Regions from separate parts of the Zea mays genome. Here region 2 is linked to region 1. A link is a contact called in public Hi-C data. All regions are on one chromosome and are shown on one strand. The core of a region is the stretch at or near the end of the contact, and the rest is flanking DNA. Distances in the headings are between cores, read along the strand shown.

Region 1 (6,149 bases), core at 1,851-4,350:
GGTCCGGTCTGAGGGTAATGCTGGGCGGCGAGGAGGCCCTCCTGGGGACCTTTATGTCTTCATTGATGTTCTCTCTGATCCTGTTCTTAAGCGAGATGGGACAAACATTCTCTACACATGCAAGGTTTCTTACATTGATGCAATCCTTGGGACAACCGTCAAAGTCCCCACTGTTGACGGAACGGTTGACCTTAAGATACCCTCAGGGACTCAGCCAGGCACAACTCTGGTGATGTCCAAGAAAGGTGTCCCGCTTCTCGGGAAGTCAAATGCCCGTGGAGACCAGCTGGTGCGTGTCCAGGTTGAGATTCCGAAGCGTCTGAGCAGCGACGAGAAGAAGCTAATTGAGGAGCTTGCAAACCTGAACAAGGCTCAAACAGCCAATAGCAGGAGATGATTATCGCACATGGCTTCGTAGGACAGCGTGCTTGTGTGATAGGCAATTTTGATGCAAACTGCAGTGATGATTGGATGAAAAGAGTTGGTAGTGATAAACTCTTCTACGAACTACATACAGCAAGGGGTCTGGAGCAAAAAAATGTGCCGTTCCACATCTGTAACCTCGTTTTTAAGCTATTGAAAGTTGAGTCAGTGAACTGGACGTTTTTGCAATAGCTTAGCATATGCACTAGGCGACTTTATTAGCCATTTTTTTTTGTTGTTATACGGCTTTTGTATTCTTGGAAGCCTTAGGCAAGATATCTGATGGTGGAATCAGGTTTAGACTTGACATTTCTTGCACAAATGCTGCACCATGCATTCATGGAATCTGTAAGCTGTACCATGGAAATGTTAACTGTAGTTTTATGGTTTGTGATGCATTGGGGGTTTATTGGTTTGCTCTTCAAATACGTTATGCAGACATTACGTTTTTTTCCCCTTCGGCAGCTGTTGATTTGAAGCTGCCTCTCGTAGAGCAGGTGCGTTTTGCTCTAGGGCAGGCTGCTGTTGATATGAAGCTGTTTGTCCACCGGACATGACATCGGACATGACATTGGATAGGATAAGGTAGTGTTTGGTTACTATGGACTAATTTTTAGTCCCTCCATTTTATTCTACTTAAGTTTATAAATTGCAAAATATGGAAACTATAACTCTATTTTAGTTTCCATATTTGACAATTTAGTGACTAAAGTAGAATAAATTGGAGGGACTAAAAATTAGTCTCTAAAACCAAACACCCCCTAAGTATGTTTACTATATTCAAATTCGTAGTATAATAATAACTCGGACGTATCCGATGCGACACTGGCGCTAGTTTGGACCTTGTCATTACCTGTTCAGTGCAGTGGAAAAGCTACATGAAAATTTCAGTTGAGGTTCTAAAGGCTAGTTTGGACTATAGATGTCCAAACGGGCCGCCCGGCCCGGTCCGGCCCGGGCCCGGTGAAGCCCGACCCGTTTTGGACCCGGCCCGCTAGGCACGATTAAAAAACCGGGCCGGCTAAGCACGCGGGCTCAATTCCTTGTTCGAGCCCGGCCCGCAACGGGCCTAAACGGGCCGGGCCGGCCCGTTTAGCACGAAAAAAGCGGGCCGAAAAGCGGGCTATGCGGGCCGAAAAACACGTTTTAGTGTAAAAAAGCGGGCTTAACGGGCTTAGAGCTAAACGGGCCGTGCCGGGCTAGCCCACCGTGCCTAATTTCCTGTCCGAGCCCGGCCCGCTTATTCGTGCCGGGCCGGCCCGGGCCCGCATATAACCGGGCCGTGCCGGGCTCGGACCGGGCCCAAAAAACGGGCTTCGTGCCGGGCTCGCGGGCTTCGTGCTTATTGGACATCTATGGTTTGGACCTTTGAGGCTATTTATACCCCTCTATCAGTTTCACAAGGGGTCCTGCTATATATTTGCGGACGCGCGCGGGTGATCGAGATGGCCGGCCGGATCAGGGCTTGATGAGCGTGTAGGTGGCAGCCCCTGCGATAGCCCCCAGAGGCGGCGCCAGCAGGTAGACCCAGATGTCCTTGTACTTCCCCGTCGCCAGCGCCGCCCCGATCGTCCGCGCCGGGTTCATGGACGGCCCAGTCGACGGCCTGCATCTCATGCACACGCAGCGTTCATCTGTCGGATCGGAGCCCCAGTTCATGCGTATCGATTTCTGTAGTAGCAGCTAGCAGCACTAGTCAGTACTTACCCTCCGATGAGAGCGTTCATCATTATCGCCGCCGCGATCGCGATGGCCACCAGCTCTTTGCTCTGGATTGAAAGATCAACAAAACATTCGTCAGATTTACGTTTTCCAAGGCTGAAGAACTGCAGGCATAGATACCATCGTCAAATTTACGGCGCACTTGCCGAGGTCGGGTCGGTGGCGACGGCGGCGATGACGAACATGAGCACGAACGTGAGCACGAGCTCGAGGAAGAACGCCTGGGCGGCGCCGACGCGGGGCACGGTGGCCATGACGGCCGGGTCGGCGGGGCGGTACATGGCCTTGGCGAGGAACGCGGCGGCAGCGGACCCCGCCGTCTGCGCGGCGGCGTAGGGGAGCACGTGGGCGCGCGGGAGGTAGCCGAACACGCCCATGGCCAGGCTGACGGCCGGGTTCAGGTGCGAGCCGGAGACGCTCACCACGGCGAGCACCACGGCCACCACGGCCAGCCCCGCCGCGGCCGCCACCCCCACCAGGCCCTCCGCGCCGCCGTGCTGCGCGTCCGCCACGACGGTCGACACCACCGCAAACATGAGGATGAACGTGCCCACGAACTCCGCCGCCACCTTCTTGGCCAGCGGCACCTCGCGCCCTTGCTGCTCGTCGCCGTGCGCGTCAGCCTGCGGCGGCGACTTGAGCATCAGTTTCTGCAGGGACGACGACTCCACCGCCACCAGCTTGCTGGGTGTTGGCGCCGAGCACATGCTGATGGCCACCTGCCTCTGCTCTTCGACGCCCGTTGTGGCGTGCTCGGCCATTTCTCGGTTCAACTCAGCTCCAAATACACATCTCTAACTCGTCTTCTTTGACCACACCAATCTACCTATATATGCATATAGTTTCTCCTAATTGCCTAGCTGAGCACAATTTCCAAGCAAAGTTTCATATGATCTATGCACACGTGTTCGAGGTGATCTTGCAGAGTTATTCAGCTACTCCTAGTCCTATATAAGTGCGCGCGCAGCATGTCGAGTCAAATTTGGAGAATATTTGTTAATTTGAACGCATTGGAGAATTGTGCCCTTAGGAGAATATGACGAGGAATATGTGATGCGAGCTGGAGCAAAATGTTTGTGTCAGCACTCAGGAGCCAATCAGCAAGAAACCTCAGATGAGTCACTGACTACTCTGTTTGTCATTTGGCCCTTGTCGGGCAACAGAGTCCTCCGTCAGGTGTGACGATGGCAAGAGCATTCTCATGCATATTCCCAGCAAGTTTCGACAAGACAAATGCTCAAATACCAAGACGACAAGAACGTCGCCTATGCTCCGTGGGCACAAGAGGCGTACACTTCTAAAGGTCTGTAGATAAGATGAGCTACTGGCCTCGTTCTCAGTTTACTATGTAAACCCTCCATTCCAAATTTATGTTCTTTTCAAAGTATACGATGTTTTAACTTTTTTAATAAATACAAATTTTCACTTAGCATACGCTCACATATATACTATGAACTAGTTTGAAAACTCAAATTCCCTTCAAAACTAATTTCTTCTTCAATCCTCTCTAATCCGAAGGAAATTTGAGTTTACAAACTAGCCCTATGTCTAGATACACAGCAAAAATAATGAATATAGGGGAAAACACGTCTTACAGTAACTTCGGAAAAGAGGGACTGTTAAACGAACTATATGTCGAGCAGTAAACATGAATGCATGAGTGATCAGAAGACCATCAAGAAAAAAGTAGCATAAAGGCTTCAATCTATCATCCTCATCAACCCCTCAAAGGGCAACCAGGTTTATTTCAAGCTGGAAATAGCCGACGCAGGTGCACTGAAGAATGTTACAACCCCAGTGGGAATAGATTCTATGTAATTGTGCGTTATTGCTGACGTGGTCTCGACGCTATGAACCGCTCGAGCAGCGCACAGCCTCGGGTTCAAGAAAGTACTAGATTCTGAGAGCTAAACCATGGCACTGGACCGGAGTGAGCTTCTTGCAATCTCTAATGCATCTTCAACAGAAGTCGCGGCCTGGAGCTTTGACTTGTCAACAACAGGCTGAGATTTGGCGAGCTGCGGAAGAAGCGAGAATTCCTGAAATGTTGCAGAAAGTTCGTCATGGACATGTCCAGTATCACACGATCTCTCGTGCTTGATGTGGCGTATAACTTGGTAGTAAGTTCAGCAGAAACAAGAAACCATCCTAGATTAGCAAGATCTTATTCGAGACAAAAGCGATGCAAAGTGCAATTACCTCTGAGGTTCCACTCTCGAGGAAAACACCCTTCAGCCGGCTATCTACAATTACGACAAGGCGGAATCGTCATGCTATGGTTAAGCATAACTGAGAGGAATCGAAATGTACTCCAAACTACTGATTACCAGAGTCGATCCAGAAAGTCGCAACCTTTGGATCAAAGTTCCCTACTTCGACTGCTTCGCCGACTGCTCAGAGCACAAACCAAGGGCATTAGTCTCATGAATATGCATGCTTAAGCTTAATCACAAGGATCAACTTGTGATGTATAAAATGGATGTCATGGTACTCACCATTGTCGCCATAAAACTGCCACCAGACTTTCCTCGAACTTCCCTCGTACTCAAAAACCCTCGAGTAGAAGTATGGAAGGTAGTCATACCTGCATCCAAAACGGTGGATCAGAACAAGCATTGGGGGCTAAACTGACAAAGCACACTTGATTGCCATAAACTCACGCTTTTGTCTGGGATGTTAGGAGCGTCTCTACACAGTGGTGCGCAGACTTCCGAGCATGATCCACATGTTCCACTCGAGCAATTCTATTGTACATCTGCAATGGGTTTGGGAAAAAATAACATATTCTGGGATCCAACTTTGCCTCAGAAGATAGAAAACATAATAATGATTACCAACCTTCAGGGGGAACGCTGCTACATCTCCAATTGCAAAGATGCCAGGTACACTAGTTCTGAACAAGGAATCAACCTACAAAAATATACACAATTAGCTCTCTTGACCAAGGATAGACCACAAGTGATTTACAGGATGCCAAACACTTGAGCAAGTAACTATCGAAATTAAAATCCATCATATAATGAAGCAGCGCACGTCCAACAAGAAGGAACAGAACGACAATGAAACAGCTAGAAACCAATAAATTGATACGGGTAAAATGTAACTTTAAAATGTGATCCAATTTGAGGGGGTTTATGTGTTGTTTGCTGCTAATCCAAATTAATCCAATCAGTATCTCAGGTAGAAAAGAAAAAGGAAATAGTTCCATAGAAACTTTGAACAACTATTATGATGCAGAGCAGTAGATTTAATAAGCCTAATTAACTTTGGCATGGAAACAAACCTCTATTCCACCAACTTTAGGGTTAACTCCAACAGCTTCAAACGGGCTGACAACTGGTTTTGCTCCTATACCAACAATTACCTGCACTTAATCTTGTTAAAACAAGAGGACATGATAAACCCAGTGTTGGCAGCTCCCACATGAGTGGGGTCTAAGGAAGGTATAACCGAGGCAAGCCAATGCAGAGAGGCTGCATCGAACCTAGGACCTTTGGCTCAGTGAAAAGGCTTCTCACCACTGCGTCAGGCCTGTCCTTTCATCTTGTTAAAACAACAAGAATATCAAATACTTTTTGTCTTCTTTTTTACTTTATGGGCTTAAGTGAATGAGACAATGAGTAAATATATCAACTACCCTTGTATTGAATATCGAGTGAACAAATCTATCAAATTGAGTCTATAAGTAACTACAGAAGGTTGAAGATTTTGTATCTATGAAGAAGTGAAGAACATTGGTTCTCACAGAGAAGTGGATCAAAAAATGAATATGATATTTAAATTTATCTGGCAGTAAAAGTAATAATTTCAGTTGTATAGTACTACTGCATGAACCATTAGAAGGAAATAAATAGCATAACTGTATCAGCTTCAACTACAGATCCATCCTTAAGTACTGCAGAAGACACCCTTCCATCAGAGCCAGCTCCAAGTTTTTCGATAAGAGCTCCCTGGTTACCAATAAAGATGCTCATACTCAAATCGACTGAAAAAAGACTAATAAA
Region 2 (6,149 bases), core at 2,301-4,800, 170 kb before region 1:
TTCGTCGTGGCGATCACGGTGTCCACCAAGAATGCCCCGGCGACCACTTCCATATCCATCGTCGCTGCCCCCAGATGCAGTTTGCCCTGCACCAACATGGCTCTCGAGTGCAGGACCTGTAGGCAGGGTCATCGAGGGCAGAGGCTGTCCCCGCGGCGAGCCCGTCTGGGTGGGGGGTTCCTGCTCCAGGAGAGTGATACGCTGCGCATGAGTGTCCAGCCGGTGATTCATGGTGGCGAGTTGCCCCAGAATGCGATCAAGCTTCTCGGAGTTCGTCATCTTCCCAGTCTCGTCGTCGCCGCCGGACATTGATGTCGATGCAGCGGCTGAATCTGATACCAAATTGTTACGAATCCTGCTGCGATGCGCAGGACGGGGAGGCGTACACCACGAAGGGTGAGTTAGTAGGGTGGATTGAGTGGAGGAGCGCAGGGAATAGGGCACGCAGCGTGGCGGCTGAGGAACACGATCACCAGGGCGCGTGGGGGTCGCCACTGTGATCAAGCAGCCGCCCACGCAGGTGCGACTTCTTTTGATAAAAAAACCCTATTACAATCTGAGACACCCTTATAGCTCCGGGGCCTAACAACTTAGGAGATTATTAAGGAGATAAGCTCCAGGGAACAACTTAGGAGATTATTAAGGAGATAAGCTCCAGGGAGGATAAGCCTCCTAAAACTTCTCTAACACCCAGCCGCCATCTAACAAATGGCTGGGCCTAATTATTCTGGCGCCTGGCATATTGCCGGCCCACAAAAGAGTCTATAACAGTATAACAAATATATTAATTAATTAACACTACTTTCACAGAAAGAAACATTTCATTGAAGGGAACATGTACTTCTACAATTGGTGACATTTTTTCCCTCAAGTTTCAGGCCTTTCTTGTAAGGATAACATACTTGTACGCTGTAACTACACAGCAGTATAACTAAGTTACCTAGAATCACATCTGCAAGAGGTTACAGATTAATATGTCACCACTTGGAAAATAAAAGGTGCAAGAAAAATATATAGCTGTATTTGTACCTTCCCAATGTCACCAACCACACAAATTTCTTGCTCGTTTCTACTTCCTTCAGCAAACATGCAGAGATCAAGCATGCCACGGGAGCCATTATCAAATTCTACTATCACATATGCATTATCAATAATATCTGGTACCTGCATTAGGAGATAATCAACTTTTAGCCACTACAGGAATGTTTAAAGGCTGCCTTCAGCTTGTGGTTTATTTACTGTTATTGATTAGGATTTCCAACTGCAACATTATACAAATGCTAGAGCAGTGAGTCTAAATATAAGCACTCAGGCTTTCACTGTTACAACGATCGCAAGTCTTTCAGTAGAAAGAGAGACGAAACAGAACATCTTTATTGAAAATAGCATGCTGCATGAGCATGAGCACAGAGCTATGCATGCGCAGAATATGCATCCAATGAAATGTTTTAATCAAGCAGTGAGACAACCAGACCTGTCCATCATACACTTCATTCTTATGGTTAACATCAATGGCTCCTGAAGCCATCACACGAACTGGATTTGCAGCCGCAAACAATATCATCAGATCAAAGAAGTGGCAGCACTTCTCTACTAGAGTTCCCCCACTGTTACAATTGAATCTATTCCAGTTGTTTACCTGCAAGTTGTACCTAAAAACAATAAGTGGACTTGTATGTATTGCAGGTAAAAACACAGCTAGTAGTACCTTAACAAGGAAAGGAAAACGGTGTTCGCGTATTGCCACCATTCTGACTTGTCCTAGTGTACCGCTCTTAACGATGTCTATCAGCTTAGCAACGGGTGGCATATACCTGTATTCTAATCCAACTTGCACAACTATCTCTGGTCTCTGTTTAGCAGCTTCAATGACCTGTGCGGAAACATAGAAGCCAACAGATATTCAAAGAATGTGAATGTCAAAATGAAACTGAGTGCTGGTCACATTATCTAAAGTTGGCAACATGGTTACATGGTACTTTGCAACATTTATAGATACTAATACAGTAATACACAAAAAACTGAATGACTGTGGCATGTCGAGTGAAGCTAAAACTCATGAAAACAGTTTTTGTTCGAAAACATGAATCCCAGGTTCTCAGATTAGAACAATGATATGGATTTCCTTTCTTGGTGGGGTAGAAGTAGAATCAAACTCCGCTATTACAGTGTAATAGTTTGGTGGTCTCTCAAGAAGAATGAAATGTCAAAACTATGGAACAGGTAGACAACAGTGAGGTGATATCAAGAAAATAAACAGAGTAGATGCGCTAGCTAGCAGCTCATGACCAAATATCACATTACCAATAGGTCAAAGTACCGTACTAACTGACCTTCTTGCAGTCCTGCACAGTGGTGCACAGGGGCTTCTCGACAAGGATGTGCTGCGGTTCACGATGGCGGATGATGTCCATGAGTATCTCGTAGTGGGTCATGTTTGGGGACGATACGATGATGGCGTCACAGAGCCCGCTGTCCAGCAGCTCGCGGTGACCTGGAAAGATCTTGAAACCTTTTGGATGTCACTAAGATTTACCGAATCAGTAATTAGTACCAGACTAAGAACTCACATGGTTGTGCTTTGTATAGTGCCACTGTCTAACCATAACTGATTCATATTCTATCAAAATCTGTTTTTTATGTACGTAATATTTTACAAGGAGTGGTAGGAGCCTCAGGGTGCTCAACCACAACGGCGGCTTGGTCCAGGCCGCCGGCGATGGCGCCGCGCGCAGGGGTGGTGACTTTAGCAGCATGTTCCGGACCAAGTCGACGCTGAGCAAGCAGAACTCGCTGCTGCCGACGAGGATCAGGGAGTCCGTGAAGGAAACAGTTGAGGGGCATAACCGCGAAGTGCCGATTCTATTTTTTGTTGCCCACAAAAAATAATCTAAAACATGTAATTAGTCGTGGTGAGGTATTTTATGTAGGAGGGGTGTGACTGAGGACATGTTTAGATCCATCTGTCAAATAATTTGCTGGCTAATTTTAGCACCTTAGGCTCTAAACGGGCTAACTAATAAATTAGCTAATTGTTAGCCAGCAAATTGTTTGTTCATTAGCCATTTGACTTGCTAATAGTTTCTGATTGATTATTTACTATGTTTTAGACATCAAACATATCATGGTTAATTGTTTGACAGCTAATTATTTGTCGGCTAACTGTTAGCAACTGACAAACAATTAGCTAGGATCCAAACGGGGCCTTAAGGTGAGCAATTAGGCGAGCGCAACCAATATCGGGCTATTTTGGCGAGCGGCCATGAGAAGCTTCCGAACTCAGAATCTCGCGGATAATCAGGAGGGTGGAGCGGGGATATACCTGGGGAGGCGGGAGGCCGAGCTCAGCGGCGAGCTGGAGGCCAAGGCGGAGTGACTCCTGGTGGGGGTCGGCGAGGCCGGTGACCCGCACCCGGACGGACTGCTCCCGCTCGACCTCTGTGGCGAGGTGGGCGAGGTTGTGGAGGTGCTCCCGGCCCATCATCCCCACCCCGACTATCCCATACCTCACCGCCGCCGCCGCCGCCTCCATCTCCTACAGCGATGATTGTAGTGGACTGGAGTGTTGACACTTGACAGGTGGTTGCTGCGACGCCAATCAAAAACGAATGAAGCTCGCTTTCTATTTAATGGATAAAAAAAATAGCTACTATGTTTGGTTAGTTGATATCATATCAAATATTTAGATATTTATCATGAGTATTGAATATAATCTAGTTATAAAATTAATTACACAATTAAAGACCAAACGAGGAGATAAATTTATTAAGTCTAATTAATATACAGTTAGCAAATGTTTATGGTAGAATCATATGGGATAGTCATGAACTAATTAGATTTAATAAGTTTGTCTCATCGTTTAGTTCTCGTCTGTATAATTAATTTTGTAATTAAAATGTATTTAATACTTTTAACTATCATCCAAATTTGAAATATCCACTATACCAGAGAGTAAATTTTAGCTCGAGAAACCAAACACTGCTTCTGTCCCTTAAAACGCCATGCAAACGCAAATAATACAATGTCGTGCGCTGCAACGACACAATCATATTTGATACCCATAAAAAATAAATTTAATATCAAAGTGAACATATAGTTCACATATCTAATATTAAACTGATAAAAATAAATATTACACTTTATCTTAGTCAAAAGGTCGATAAAGCTATGAATTGAAAACAAGTCTAGCCTTTTATAGCTCGCTCGGTTGTTCGTCCTCTTACAACTAGCGAGGTGGTACCATGTGAGAGCGTTGTGTTGCGTACAGTTTCTTATCGTGTTAGGCTTAAGTGTTTCTCATGTCTCATATGTGGTGTAACAGCCTATTGGGCTCATTGTGCTTATGGAAAAGTGGGGGGAAAGAACACACCTACGTGTGTTTTCATGTGACGCATGACGTACGAAATTGGTTCTTTAAAAAGTAAAGAAATGTCTCTCAGTCTATCTCACCCCTATTATACTTCATATTTCAAACTTCATTCTATAAACAGTATAATCTACAATGCAAAAGAGTGTTTTGCACAACCATATGCATGTTCTGCTGAGTACAACCTTAGATCAGGTCCAACATGGGTGCTACTAATTTGAGTCGAGCCGATGATATCGATCAGACTGGTTTCATTGCAAGTCAATTCATCCACTCGTTTGATCGACCGCGTTAGAGTCAAACATGTCGGTACCGATCGATCTGTATTGACCTCTACTTCTTCAGCTGCATGACTAAGCTTACTTGGGATACTTTGTCTTTGATTTTGGAAATCGACAAAATACTTAACACACTTATTATGAGCATTGCTCACTCCACCAACATGCTCAATTAATGCTTTATATGCATGCTTCTAATCATTAAATTATGTTTTGTTGAATCTACCATATCCAAATATTTATGTCATCCTTGGCTCTTAAAGAGAAAACAATATAAGCAAAACGATATATCTTTGAAGTCGTTATATGCTAGCCAATCATATCTTTTATACCAAGATTTAAAAAATGCTCTTTTCTTTATGTTATTTTTAGATTGTCTCGAAGGAAAGATCATAATACATTGAGATTGTCCTTTTTGAATGTAAACCATTCTAACTAGATATCAAATCTAAGGAGAAAACTTATGAATTTGTTTTCTAAGCGTAGGATCACTTACCATTTAATCTAAATTAAAAGCCATGGTTAAGGGCAGAAGGTTGTGGTGGTAGTTGAGGAGGTGGTCGACCGCCTTATGGTATCAAATACCTCATCATCACTATGATCCTAGCAATCGCAAGATTCATAATCAATCAATACTTCAACTGAATCAACAATTCAAATGTTTAATGATTCAAACAATTCAATCAATAATTGTTCAAATAAAGATAATAACCTCGGGCATGGTCGAGCACTCAATCCTCGGGCGTGGTTGGATGGGCGGCCAACTAGGCGTGTGAGAGCACCTAGAGAGTGGTGAATAGGTGATCCTGCAAAACTTGCTCCAAACAAACAAACTTGGTCTAATAAATGAGTTAGAGTGAATTAAAACCAAGTTCATATGAGAAGAGAAGATAGAAGAGAACTCTTCATTCGATTGCTTTCTTAATATGAGTATTAAACTAGAAACAATGTCACAAGTGAATATGAGCAATAAGAAAGACAAGAATAACAATAAAGTAAAGTGGACAAGAGACACATCGATTTTCCCATTGCGGTGACCTCTTTTAGTCAAGGTTTGCACTCAACCCCTCTCAAGTGATCCAAAGATCAAACTTGAGTGCCACATATATCTTCCTTATATCCTAATCCTGTTTGTGAGGAATCTCCATAAGTTGGAGCACAATAAAAATTGGAGTAAGGGAGGGAGTAAGTGCACACACACAAAAGCACAATCGCAACAACAATACGCACACAAGCCAAGAAGAGAGTGCAAGAACAAAACGACAGAGTGACAGCTCAAGAAACACGCTCAAATCTCTCTCAAACACTTCAAAGGTGTGGTCATGGAGTCTTGGAGCTGTAGTGTGCTCTTAGAATGCTTAGTGTCCTAGTAGAGGCGCCTAAGGGCCTCTTTTATAGCCCCAAGGGGCCAAAAGTCGTTGCTCCTTCATTTGGAAACAGAAGATTGCCTTCTGTTCTCGGGTGCAGTGGACAGTCCAGTGTACACCGAACATCCTTGTTTGCAA

The links. Hi-C and Micro-C count contacts between places; a contact is called where the count stands out from the background.
Region 2: a Hi-C map of ear shows a contact between it and region 1, with 3 times the contacts expected there. The contact joins the promoter of LOC100276377 here to the promoter of LOC103642560 in region 1. A contact is called at or near these places in 5 of 25 Hi-C or Micro-C datasets (ear, endosperm, leaf and 2 more).

Annotation. Positions count from the first base shown.
Region 1 is chr10:83,205,561-83,211,709 of Zm-B73-REFERENCE-NAM-5.0, reverse strand. LOC103642560 (aquaporin NIP3-2) reads right to left here and starts at 3,100. Exons shown (of 3, transcript XM_008665813.2): 1 at 2,292-3,100; 2 at 2,131-2,192; 3 at 1,770-2,029. The coding sequence starts at 2,906. The coding sequence ends at 1,882. LOC100272772 reads right to left here. Exons shown (of 17, transcript NM_001147225.1): 10 at 6,006-6,095; 11 at 5,429-5,509; 12 at 4,984-5,055; 13 at 4,806-4,900; 14 at 4,641-4,729; 15 at 4,473-4,535; 16 at 4,345-4,388; 17 at 3,834-4,184. The coding sequence ends at 4,053. LOC103641303 (chaperone protein dnaJ A7A, chloroplastic) reads left to right here. Exons shown (of 8, transcript XM_008664659.4): 8 at 1-832. The coding sequence ends at 397.
Region 2 is chr10:83,377,457-83,383,605 of Zm-B73-REFERENCE-NAM-5.0, reverse strand. LOC100276377 reads right to left here and starts at 3,550. Exons shown (of 7, transcript NM_001279445.1): 1 at 3,323-3,550; 2 at 2,334-2,494; 3 at 1,709-1,873; 4 at 1,475-1,639; 5 at 1,030-1,164. The coding sequence starts at 2,435. It also overlaps the pseudogene LOC111590323.